2 separate regions of the Mus musculus genome follow, and region 1 is linked to region 2. A link is a contact called in public Hi-C data. All regions are on one chromosome and are shown on one strand. The core of a region is the stretch at or near the end of the contact, and the rest is flanking DNA. Distances in the headings are between cores, read along the strand shown. Region 1 holds the start of Serpina3a (serine (or cysteine) peptidase inhibitor, clade A, member 3A). Region 2 holds the start of Serpina12 (serine (or cysteine) peptidase inhibitor, clade A (alpha-1 antiproteinase, antitrypsin), member 12).

Region 1 (6,094 bases), core at 3,116-5,615, 64 kb before region 2:
AGCTGGTGACACTGGCTTAGGAGCCCAGTGGCCAACTTTGACCCAGAGCCTTCAGATGGAGTGGGCTGATCCCCCACTGCCACCACTGATTTGAACTGGCCCTGACACCCTACTTGTCCTGACAAGAAACCAAGAGCCAAAATACAAACCCTCCTACCTTCAAGTAGCTCCTGTCTGATATTGGGACCCAGCAAAAAAGGAAACATCTGAAATAGCCAGACTGTCCTCATGCTTCTGGTCTATCCCGTCCCGCAGGATTCAGTTATTCGTGCGTGCGAGGGGGACCGCGAACCTGGAAGGAAATGGGAGTAAAAGAAAGAGAAATAGGAGACCAGGAAGGGTACTTATCGAGGTCTCGTTTATTACGCTGAGGTGCCTTCTTTATAAAGCATACATCGCGGGGAATATGGGAGGGGTCGAGGGAGAATTATACAAAGAACAAAGAAGTGGGCATCTGCTGACATGGGGGCCGAAGTCAGGCGCCAGGCAGCGGGCACTCTGGATCTTATCCCTGGAACATCGATCCTCCTTGACAGCCTTGGGGATCAGGCTGGGCTCAGGCGCAGCTCATGTCCTTGGATGTCATGGGAACTCAGGAAGAGATAGAGAAGAGGGGACTATAATTCAGCTTTTACAGCCTCAGGTGCCAAGAAAGGAATAGGGAGGAAGGGGGGTGATAACCAGCTCTTAGTACAAGGCCATTTGGCCTGTTAGGGAGATTGTGAAGGAATCACTTTCTCACAGTATTGTCTCTGACACTGGTCTCCATGTCTTGGTCTCCCAAGTGCTGGGATTACATGTGTGTACAGCCTTGGCTGTTACAGTTCTTCTGCTGGCCTCAACTATCCTCCCTTCTTCCCCTCCCCTCTTATCCCTTGCTTTCCGCTCTCCCCCTCTTCTTCTTCTCTTTTTCAGTCTCCCTTTTCCCCGCTTTCTCCTTCCTCTTAGAAGTTCTTGGCAGGCCATCTTGGGTATATTACTTGTTCTTCTTGTTGCTGGGTAAAAGCATCCGACAGAAGCAACTTAAAGGTACAGGGTTTATTTCTAATCCTGGTTTCTTGGCAGTACACGCAGGATGTCAGGCTCAGTTTCTGTCTAGGTTTGTGGGGCTAGTTTTGAGTAGTGTTGGTGAGGGCCCACCCTAGACCTGTGAATAGTCTCAGAGATATTTCCCATTAAAAGAGTGCTGGAGGATTAGCTTAGTAGCAGGATGTTTGTCCAGCAAGCACAAGACCGTGGGTTCAGTCCACAGCATTCAGTGAGAAAAGAAGGAAAGGAGTAAAGAAATCAAGCAAACAAGCAAGCATGCAAGAAAGAAAGAAAGAAAGAAAGAAAGAAAGAAAGAAAGAAAGAAAGAAAGAAAGAAAGAAAGAAAGAAAGGAAGGAAGGAAGGAAGGAAGGAAGGAAGAAAGAGGTCATGAGAGTGAACTTGGACATGAAACACCCAGCACTTGATAACTCCTCAGCCACAACTGGCTCATGAGAGACCTTGAGTCAGAACAGCCCAGCCTGGTCCTCATGGGTGCCTGACCATGAGATACCCCGTGTTTATTGTTTTAAGCTGTGCTTTGGAGGCAATCTATTCCACATCAGCCAATGAGAGAGGACTCCCTATTTGTCCTTTGGAGCAAGGGAGAAAGACAGATATGTCAGAAGACAGCAACCAATCACACACCACAACAATGACACACTGTAGATTACTCCCAAGGTAGTAGCCCTCCTCTGCTCGTTTTTCTCTCAGGCCTCAATGACTATTATAGTTGCTTTGTTCTTCATGGCTAGACCCTGTTGCATTCTCACTTGTAGCTCCTGAGGTGAGCTCCTGAGCTGGGCTCCTGAGCTGAGCTCCTAAGGTGGGATCCTGAGCTGGCTTCTGAGCTAGGCTCCTTAACTGGGCTCCTGAGGTAAGCTCCTGAGCTGGGCTCCTGTGGTGATCTTCTAAGGTGGGCTCCTGAGGTGAGCTCCATCAAGAGACAGCTGTTGATTGTCTACTGTGGTAAGCTCACAAGGCCACAGGTCAGTTAGTCCTGAGTCAATCCAGATTAGACCCAGAACATCTGGCTGGTGTCCATCTTCTTTACCAACACAGCTTTGATCCTTGCTGATCCATAATCAAACTGATCATGAGGACACAGTAACAAGACTAAGAGCAGAAGAGCCAACAGCTGGGGTCACCTGATTCTAGTCCTGAGGCAGCCCTTCAGGAAGTCTAACCTGCAGTGGCTGATAGGACAGGCTGTGAATCAAGCATGTATCTCTTCAATGACACCATAGAGTTCTAACTTTAGGGGTGGAGCCTGAGCATGCTGCCATTTAGCAATAACCTTTACTACCTGGATCTTGCAGCTCCTATCTCAGCAGCATCTGAGACTAGAGCTTTGCACTGAGATTTTAATAGTGGGGACTTCTGTGCATCCTTCAGAATCCCTCACTGTCCCTCCTGCTGGTTCCATCTCTGTCCCTAAAACACCTGACTCTGAGCACCTGTTAGCCAGGGCCATACCACTCTAAAGCACCTCCATTGTGGTTCACCTCTGACAATTCTAGAACCTAAAATAATCTGGACTCCAGAACTAAAACATTTTATTTCTATATGTTCATGCTCCCCCTATCCTACCAAAACCCCACTAATAGCTGCTCACAAGTGATAAGTTTCTTGCCCACAACAGTATTTTTTTTAACTCACTAATTCCTAACAATGACAAAAAGAAACCAGTCGAATCAGTTGTCACACTACTTCCTGAGGAAGCTATGAGAAGTGACCACTACTCTGCCATAACCTCTCCTCAGTACCTCAGTGCTCCTGCTGATTATTATGCTAATTAAGATATTAATTCTTCTTTGAATAAATCTCTCTTTTATAGTTTTAGTCTTTTTAAAACTTTTATTGATTATTTTATTTATTTACATTTCAAATATTCTCTTCCCTCCCAGTTTCCCCTCCATGAAATTCCTATGCCCTCCACCTTCCTCTACTTCTATGAGGGTGCTTCCCTGACTCCTGTCTCACTGACCCAGCTCTACCCTATTCTGGAAAAATCAAGATCTCATTCTCAACATGGCCATCTCTATTAGCATCCATATGAACATCTGTCTCAGCATCTGTCTCAGCATCCATCTCGACACCCCCACCCAAATCTCCCTGAACTCCCAAGATGGAGTCCTTTCATTCCCTGTATGTTCACAATTCCAGCATGGTAGAGAGAAGACCTGTCCCTGAAAAGCCTGATGACCCAACCTGAGGGGAAGGGGAGATGTTCCCTGCCATATGCTTGCTCATTTCAGGCTACCCACCTGGACTATGTCATCCCCATGCCCTCAACTCTGCATGGAGCAGGATTGCTCTCTCTGTGAGCAGAGCACCTCACTCCTTTCCAGTCCTATCTCGTACAGTCTCTTGGATGCTCATATGCCCCATGTCTATGACTTCTGAGCTGACCCTATCCTTTCATACTTATCCCAGAATATCCCAAAGAGTGACTTTTGAGATCACTGGCCCATTAGAAGCCCTCTGTTGGCTTCCTAGTGGACTGAAATAACTCTGATGTTCAAGTGGTTTGTCCCTACCCTCTGCAGTTGTTGCCCTCCCCAGCACTCCCTAGAGTAGAGATGCCCCTGTAGAGCCAGGGGTTCCAATTTGATTGGAGGGAAGGAAAACAACCTCCTCAGTTGGGGGGTTGTAGAAAAGTCTCTTTACAACCCTGACTATTCTGCCATGCAAATACTAACCAGGCCCAACCCTGCTTAGCTTCCAAGATCAGAGAAGACTATCATATTCAAGGTAGTAGGTCCATGAGGCCTCAGCCCTCTCATTAACTACACTGTTAGCAGCTCTGTATTGGACCAGGTACTGCAGAGATGGTTCTGTCTCCAATTTGGTTGGATACAATCACTAATGGGCAAGGAACTCTTAACATTTGGCTGGGTTTCACATAGCAGGCTGCCTAATGGCTCCTAACTCCTGGCTCCAGCTCTCTTCTGACTCATCCAAGCCTATACCACCACCAGCACAACAACCACTGCTACTGTGGTTCTGTGATGGACACTCCTCTCTGCAGGGAAATCTATGTGCTCACTGACCATCCCATCTGGTGCTTCTTACCCATCCCTGCTCCCTACAGATGGAATTGTCAGAAACAAAGAGCTCAGGTTTGGACTATGGGTCATTCCAATGGTGCTAACCTGCGATGGAATGTTTCTCTCCTGATTCTCATAACTAACCTGTGATTCTCACTACTGACCTAGAAAGTCTGCTTTTGAGTCTGAAATCCTCTCGTCCCCAAAGGAAGTTCACCAGGCACCCAGCAATCAAGAACTGCAGGCAACACATCTGCTATACTGGATACACATTAACTAAAGGGCTGACCTGAGACACCTCTCCCTCCTGTCTAGGGAACCACAGACAATCAGGCTGCATGGCTACTCATCAACCCCATGACCTGAGATCTCCCTATCATTGTTGAAACCTGTAAGAGCAGACACTCACATTGTCCCATGAAACTGAACTTTCTTCAGAGCCCCCACCATGCTGAGTCTATGGTATTAATAACTCTTCTAATACATCTCTTATCTCAAATGGCACACAGTCTCAGTTTCTAATCTGAGACCCTACAAAACACACTTCAGAAGTCAAGGCACGTGCTCAAGTTAAAATATACCCACTGCTCAAGGTTCATAGTTCACGCAAGACCCTGAACGTGGTCAGATCAGTAACTGGCAGAGAGAGCTCAGCATTGATGTGTGGTGGGTGTCTAGACCTGCAGAGCTTGAGATGTCAGTGTGGGCTGAAGCACAGAGGATTCTCGTGTGTTTGGTGTGTGGCCTGCACAGTTGCACCATGATGTACTCAGTTAGTAGCTATAGAGTCTGCTAGGCACATTTCTACAGTGAGACACATTTTGGAATGAGGAATGGAACAATTTCAAAGAACCAGAGCCTCCCTGGGACTGAGAATGGTGAGGGTTATGAGAGATATAGAGGACACTGAGAGGGAAGGATAACACCACAGGGATGGTTGGGTTGTGGGATCCTACAGTGGCGGCCTGAGTTGATTGCATAGCTCTTTCTGTTAAGTACAGTAAGAACCATGTGTATCCAAATCTCAAGGGAGAGCTTTAGGTCCCTGGTCATCAATCTCCTAATTCCTGGCTTTCAGCAAGGAAGCTGTATGATTGTTTATTTACATATTTGTTTCATTTATTTCTATTTATGTATTTGCAGGTATGTGGGGAAACAGTATACATATACAGGTGTCTATGGGCACAACTGTAGGTATCATGACTGTCCTAGGAGTGTCTCTGGGGAGCAACTATTGTATGTACTGCAGCCCTACAGAACAACACTTCCCCAGTGGGTGAGAGATAGATGGAACCTTAGAGAAGAAAGGTGAGTGCTCCCTAGAGGACAAAGTGGACATCTCAACTGATGTGCAGACTGGTAATAAAGGACAGGAAGAGGCCAAAGGTATAATCACACAATAGTATTAGTTATTTGAGAAACATTAGAATAACTCTGGTCAAGCATCCAAGGCTCTTGTACCCAAGGGGCCATGACCACCACTTCCTTTTTCTGTGTTTTCCTTCATGTTTCCCCATGGTGGGCCCAGCCAGGCTATTGTCTTCTTTCTCCACACCCTGTTTCATGCTCACTTCCAGCTGGACCCTATGTCTGGAAGTACCCTATCTGTTCAACATTTGCCCTCCAGTGAAGCATCAATTCTTCTTCAATGTCAGATCTGTGCTGCTTTTGGCAAAACCTTCACATTGTCTTACTGAGATGCTAATTTCAACATCCCAGGATCATGTAACCACTAAGGTCAAAGGGTTCTAAGAAATTCTAAGACAACACTGATTTGTGGTACACAATAGAGCTCCCATGCACTGGCTCCCCATGACTAGGCTATAATGCACAGTGACTGCTATGTGTCTGTTTGTTGAGTGAAATTTAGGAGCACTGGACCTTGGTCTCATACATGACCCTTAGATAGAACTCTTCTGTGAACTTACACAGACTGGGCAAACAAGGAGAGAGTCAATTTTCCAAGCAAGTCTAGACATTATGCAAGAGAAAGGAATGAGGGGGTGGGATGACCCCA
Region 2 (5,794 bases), core at 1,195-3,694:
TTTCCTGTGGGCTGCAAGACTTCTCATGAGCTATTCTGGCACCCAAGTTTTCACCTGGAGAACTCCTATTCATCCTTCAGAACCCAGCTAAAGAATGCCCCATCTTTGAAGCAAGCCTCAACTCTCCAGATAGGCTCAGGAGATTAGTCATCTCCTTTACCCTCTTGGAGTTTCTTCCCAACCCCACTAAGTGCCCTTTTGTTCTCCTATACACTCCCCAGGATCAGAGCTTTGAATCCAGGACTGGAATGTTAAATGTTCTGAGAGCCTTTGTGGGGTCTACCTAGGAAAGCCAAGGAGGAGGGGAGAGAGCCTGGGATTCTTTGTGACCCCTCTGCCCCTGCACAAAACAGTCCTGTGAGGCCAGTGCTTCTAAGCCATCGGTTTATAGCAATGACCCCAGACAGACAATTATTTGCATCTTTCTAGCCCCCGATGGTCACCTGGTCCAAACCTTGGGCCATACTGTATATGTGTTTGGCAGCAGCCTCCTGGTCTCCTAATGGTCTCTTGCCTCTGCTGAGGCCTCTGAGAACTGCCTGACTTTAGCCATTCTCCGTGCAGCCTAAACCTTAGTGGTTTAGGCTTCTGACCCAAGACTCTCCCTGTATGTCTCCTGTGGGAGTTTGGCCTGGAGCACAGAGAGTGTCTGGAAGAGTCGGGCAGGTGTGGCCATGGGACTCACACAGGCCTCACCCTGTCATTAATGGGCAGGGTTCTTGCCTCCCAAAGCCATGGTATAGTTGCAGATTCTGGGTCAGCACCTGACTCAGTCGCTCTCAGTCTCCACCTCTGCAGCCCCTGCCAAGGTGAGACCACCAGCGCTGGCCACGGGCTGTTGTCTATGGAGCCCAACTTCAGCATGTGCAGACTGTATGTTGCTTCTGATTCCAGCATACGTGTCCCCAGGCAGGCCTAGTCTCTGGGGGCGGGGGCTTGGCTGGCTCAGGGCTCTTCCTGCTGAGGGCTCCGAGTCCCAAGTTCCCTGTTACCCACAGCCTCAATGATTGGGGTCATGACCACAACAGTTCACAGCTAAACAATTTCTGGATAAACATTCTCTTGGATTGCCGCCTGCTCGCATGGAGATGAGAGTCACATCTTCCAGGGTCACAGAAGCTACTGGGAATCATCACTTTTGGGGAAAGGAATATCCAATGAGTCTGCTGTACACCGTAGCTCATTAGTAGAATTGAAAATTGACCTGTGGGGCTACTGCTTTTCCTAACCAGGACCACTGGTTTTGGAAGGTGCCGACATCATCTCGTCTGACTCTGGAAGTGAAAACAGTAGGAAGAAGAATTTTATTATTTTATTTTTAAACATCTATAATTTAACTCCCAAGGAATATGTAATCTGGGAAATGCAGAAAAACCAAAGAGGAACAAAGCCCAAGCATCATGTCATCAAATATGTGACAGAAACACAAAGTCACTTTCTGAAGTGACTCCAAACACTGGCACATCAGTTAGACTGATAGACTGATAGACTGTTAGACTTTCCTGTTAGACTTTGTCTCATTGCTGTGACAGGGAACCTGACAAGAACAGCTTAAGGAAGGAAGTGTTTATTCTGGCTCACAGTCTGAGGGTCCCATCCATGGTGAAAGAGCAGCCACAACAACGGGAGGCAGCTGCTTCCATGGAAACGGGAAGATGAACACTGGAGCCTCGTTCAGTCTCTCCTTTCCTTCAGTCTAGGACCTCAGTCCACTAAAGGCTTATGGTCCACACTTAGGGTGGATCTTCTCACCTGAATGAATCTAAAGCAATGCCCTGCACAGATCTGTTTCCATGGTGAGTCTACATCCCATCGACTTGACAGTCAAGATCAGCCATTGAGGTCTTTGGTTCGTCACTCCAACAGGAACGATGGACGGGTCTGTTTATCTGCTCATCCATTCTCAGACCACTCCTCTAAAGGATCGTCACGGGTCAGAGGTCAGAGCTGATGACTAACATGAAGCATAGCTAAATAAAGAGTGAAGGCGTCGGGCGGTGGTGTCGCATGCCTTTAATCCCAGCACTTGGGAGGCAGAGGCAGGCGGATTTCTGAGTTCGAGGCCAGCCTGGTCTACAAAGTGAGTTCGAGGACAGCCAGGGCTACACAGAGAAACCCTATCTTGAAAAAACAAAAACAAAAAACAAACAAACAAACAAACAAACAAAAGAGTGAAGGCAAAGATAAGGTGAAGGAATGACCCTCTACCCGAACGCTCTCATCCCTTAAAATGGAGGACAAAGGTGACTGAGGGGTTGACATTTCAATATCATCAAAGGCGGGTCCCCCTGTTGACTCTCCCAATCTCCAGACAGTGATTGAGAAACTTAAAAAAAAAAAAATAGAAAGAAAGTTGCAAAAGGTATGAGTGGCCTGCGTTGAGGTAGCTCCCGCCCAGGGGGCGTGGTCTGCACATATCTCCTTGCTGTGGTTAGGCTCCAGAGGTGGGAGATGAGGAGGATCCTTCAGGGGAAGTGGTGTGGCCACGGCTCCTGGAAGCCCATTGACTGACTCCAGCAGCTTCAATTGGCCACACTCTGCCTCTTCAGGAGGCCCTGGAGGTATAAATAATAAAACAAACCAGGCAGGCCCGTTTGGCCCTGTGGATGGCGCCTGGACCCACTGTGAGTATGCAACCCCTTCTGGAAAGATGTAGAGTTTCTAGTCTATAGCTCACGAGGACAACTCCAGGATAAAAGGCTGAAGGGCACTGTACTCTCTAGAAATGTGGAGGATTTCTAATGTGTGTAAGAGCAGCCCCTGGGGGTGTGCCGGGCAGGTACAGTGGGGGCTCGGTTCGTTTCCATGGATACTTACTTCTGAGAAATTTTTAGAAGAAAACTGCACAGGGTGGGGAAAGGGAGAGAAGGGAGCTCTTCAGAAGCAAGGCCGTCCTCGCTGCCCTCTGCTTGCCGCAGTTGGCCTCTGTGGCTGTTTGCTTCCTTCCAGTTGAGCTGCTGAGCCAGGAAGTATCTATCAACTTACAAGTTCATGGGGGAAAACTCTCTCTCTCTCTCTCTCTCTCTCTCTCTCTCTCTCTCTCTCTCTCTCAAGGTTTTAATATATAGCCCAGGCTACCCTTCTCTCTTGGCCTCCTGAGTGTTGTTGATATTACATTCAGCACTTAAAAACTATGTTTGAAAAGAATGCAAAGGAAATTCTGCAGGACAAATTAATAAGGAAAGCCATTCCGGCCTCTGTTCTCCAAGAAATGAGCGTTAGAGTTCTCTTGTGGGGCAGATGTCTTTCCATTTAGTTCTCAACTTGCTTTGAAAAATAATGTCATGTTCATTGCCTCTAGATAATTTTATCTTAAAACATCATCAGTCCCTTAAAACAGGTGAGTCCTAAAGTGTATCCAGGATGTCTTGGCTCCTCTCTTGAAGTACTTTGTTACATCTCTGGGAAGGGTCTTTGGAATCTCTCAGCTCCAGAGAGCTCTAGACAGATCCAAGTGTTGCATCCTGACAAACTCCAGGAAGGATCTGAGGGAAGCTGAGGCCCCAGAGAGCACAGGGTCCTTTGGGTATGGAAAGAAAGGTGCTTGATGTAGGCAGCCAACCTGGGATGTCCCCCACAGGACGGCGAGCTCTGTGGTTGCTTAAAGCTCAAGACAGCATGGGTGGAAACTCGTCAGAAGCAGCCATATGCATTGGTCTCACTGGCTGGAGAAGGGCTAGATGGCCAGTGGCTTTGTCAAGGAGGAAAGAGGTGGCACTGTTAGGAGAGAGGTGGACGTGGGACCTCCTCTTCCAAAGTGAATGAGTCTAAATCTCTGCCCAGAGAATAGATTGTCTTTACTCCATGTATTCTGGTTATTACTGACTTCTCTAGCCAACTGCTATTAACCAGAGAAGCATTGTGCAACCCCACCAGTACCATAGTTGGTCCCTGTCCCCACAGGCACCATACCCACAGACATGACCTTCTCTGGGTCAGCAAATGTTTGCAGACAACATTTACACAGGAAGTGAATATGCAGAATTCTTTTTCTATCCTTGTATTGTGCAAGCTTACCAGTGTGATGATGATTGCCAGAGAGTCTTCATTGTATAGTGACTATCTGCAGTGTGGTGATGATTTGAAATGCATAGAGGATGTACGGAGGTTGTGGGTCAGCACCATATCATCTTATAAACAGGAACTGAACCCACCAGAATGCCAAAAGAAGGGTTATACATTCATTTATATTCATACATGGGCACACACACACACACACACACACACACACACACTTAATTAGACAAGGTCTCCATGTGTCACTGTGGAAGGATAGTCCCTTCCGCAAGGACTGACCGCATGCAGGCTTGATGCTAGCAGTGTAACTTGTTCCAGTGGCTTCTCCATGCTGCTAGGGGGTAAATAAGAGGTGAAAGTATTCATAGGAAGAAAGAACTGTTTTCCCAAATAATGTGGGAGGCAAAGGACCAGGGAATCACAGCGCTGTCTCTTGTGTGCCCCACAGCCTTTGGCATCGACCTTCTTTTTCGTGGTTTTATTTTTATACACGTGATTTGTGTTAGGAGCAAATACACACTCATATGCACAGAGACACAGAGAGAGCCATATACACATTCCAGCCTGCAACCCAATAAACTCTTACTCAATTCAAAAGATCTGACCCATCAATTTATTGGGAAATAACCAGTTGCTCTACTATTTTAATTGCCAGAAAAAAAAATAGCCTACTTCAGTATCTCACCCATCTGACAAATTTGGGTCAGTTTGGGGGCTGTGGAAATAGGTGGAAGCATGGGATTACTGTGGGCTGTTTCGGAGTAAAAAGCCAAAGGCGGGCCTGGCCAGGGAAGGGCAGGCCTGAAGTGAGCGTTAGAAATCACAGTGGCAGTGTCACAGGCTTATAGAGGTGGAAGGTGTGGTCCACTCATGGCCTTGTCCTGAGGGGGTGGAGCCTCGGCTGGGCAACAGCATCTGGTCGGGAAGAGACCAAATTGTGGCCCTTACCCAAGCAGTCTTACATGTGAAGATGCAGCTATCCCAAGGGTTTACAGAACACACAGATAAGAGAGGAAGGCTCAGTATCCCAGCATGAGATCCCCTCCCAGCCCTCACTGCTGTGACCCGGCACTGTAGAGCCCTTTAGGGCTGGAAGTGGAGCTCAACAGAGAGCCCTGCTGTGAGAGGGAATATCAGGCTGGTTCCTGGGGCCCAGCAGCCAGCCAGCAGTTGGCTTCCCCCCACTCCCTGCCTGGTTCAGGCTTCTGGCCTGCCTGCTCTGACTTGCACGCAGCTTCCACGTGGCCCTGACTCCCAGGAAGGTTGGCAGATTGTCTGTGGAGAACTTTGTGTCAGCTGTGTGAGTGACGTGGCCTGGCTTAACTTTTCCATTCCTGAGCATTGGGAAATGGCCCAGGGTGGCAGTCCGCTTTGAGCAATGCAAGCTTCTATTTTAATCCAGGGCGCCTGTGGCAACAGCCCAGCCCACAGAAGCTAGCGCTCCAGTTTTGTTTTGTTTTGTTTTTCAGACAGGGCTCCTCTGCGTGGTCCTGGCTGTCTTGGAGCTCACTCTGTAGACCAGGCTGGTGGTCTCTGACAGAGATCTGCCTGCCTCTGTCTCCTGAGTGCTGAGATTAAAGGTGTGATTACCATCAATTCAGCTGAGTTCTTTTTTCTTTAATTTATCTGAAGCATCTTTATAGATTCTAGCATTTCTCTCCCATAATCTATTTTGCCCAGACTATCACTAATAGCAAGTTAATTTTAATTGTTACTAAATGGGATTCCAGGAAGGGTAAAGTGTTGGGGGGGGGGAGACTCAGGGAAAACAGGACTG

Evidence for each region. A called contact is a pair of places that touch in the nucleus more often than the background predicts.
Region 1: a contact with region 2 is called in a Hi-C map of liver, with 5 times the contacts expected there. The contact joins the enhancer-like site here to the promoter of Serpina12 in region 2. A contact is called at or near these places in 12 of 39 promoter capture datasets (3T3-L1-derived adipocytes, the HPC-7 cell line, cranial neural crest and 8 more) and 2 of 484 Hi-C or Micro-C datasets (liver and nephron progenitors).

Annotation. Positions count from the first base shown.
Region 1 is chr12:104,106,987-104,113,080 of GRCm38.p6, reverse strand. Serpina3a (serine (or cysteine) peptidase inhibitor, clade A, member 3A) reads right to left here and starts at 357. Exons shown (of 5, transcript NM_001167705.1): 1 at 158-357. Within about 2 kb of position 4,365, at least 10 of the 459 cell types and tissues checked have an H3K27ac peak or open chromatin away from gene starts, as enhancers often do. A contact at or near this core is called in liver, where this site is marked.
Region 2 is chr12:104,041,093-104,046,886 of GRCm38.p6, reverse strand. Serpina12 (serine (or cysteine) peptidase inhibitor, clade A (alpha-1 antiproteinase, antitrypsin), member 12) reads left to right here and starts at 2,444. Exons shown (of 5, transcript NM_026535.2): 1 at 2,444-2,624.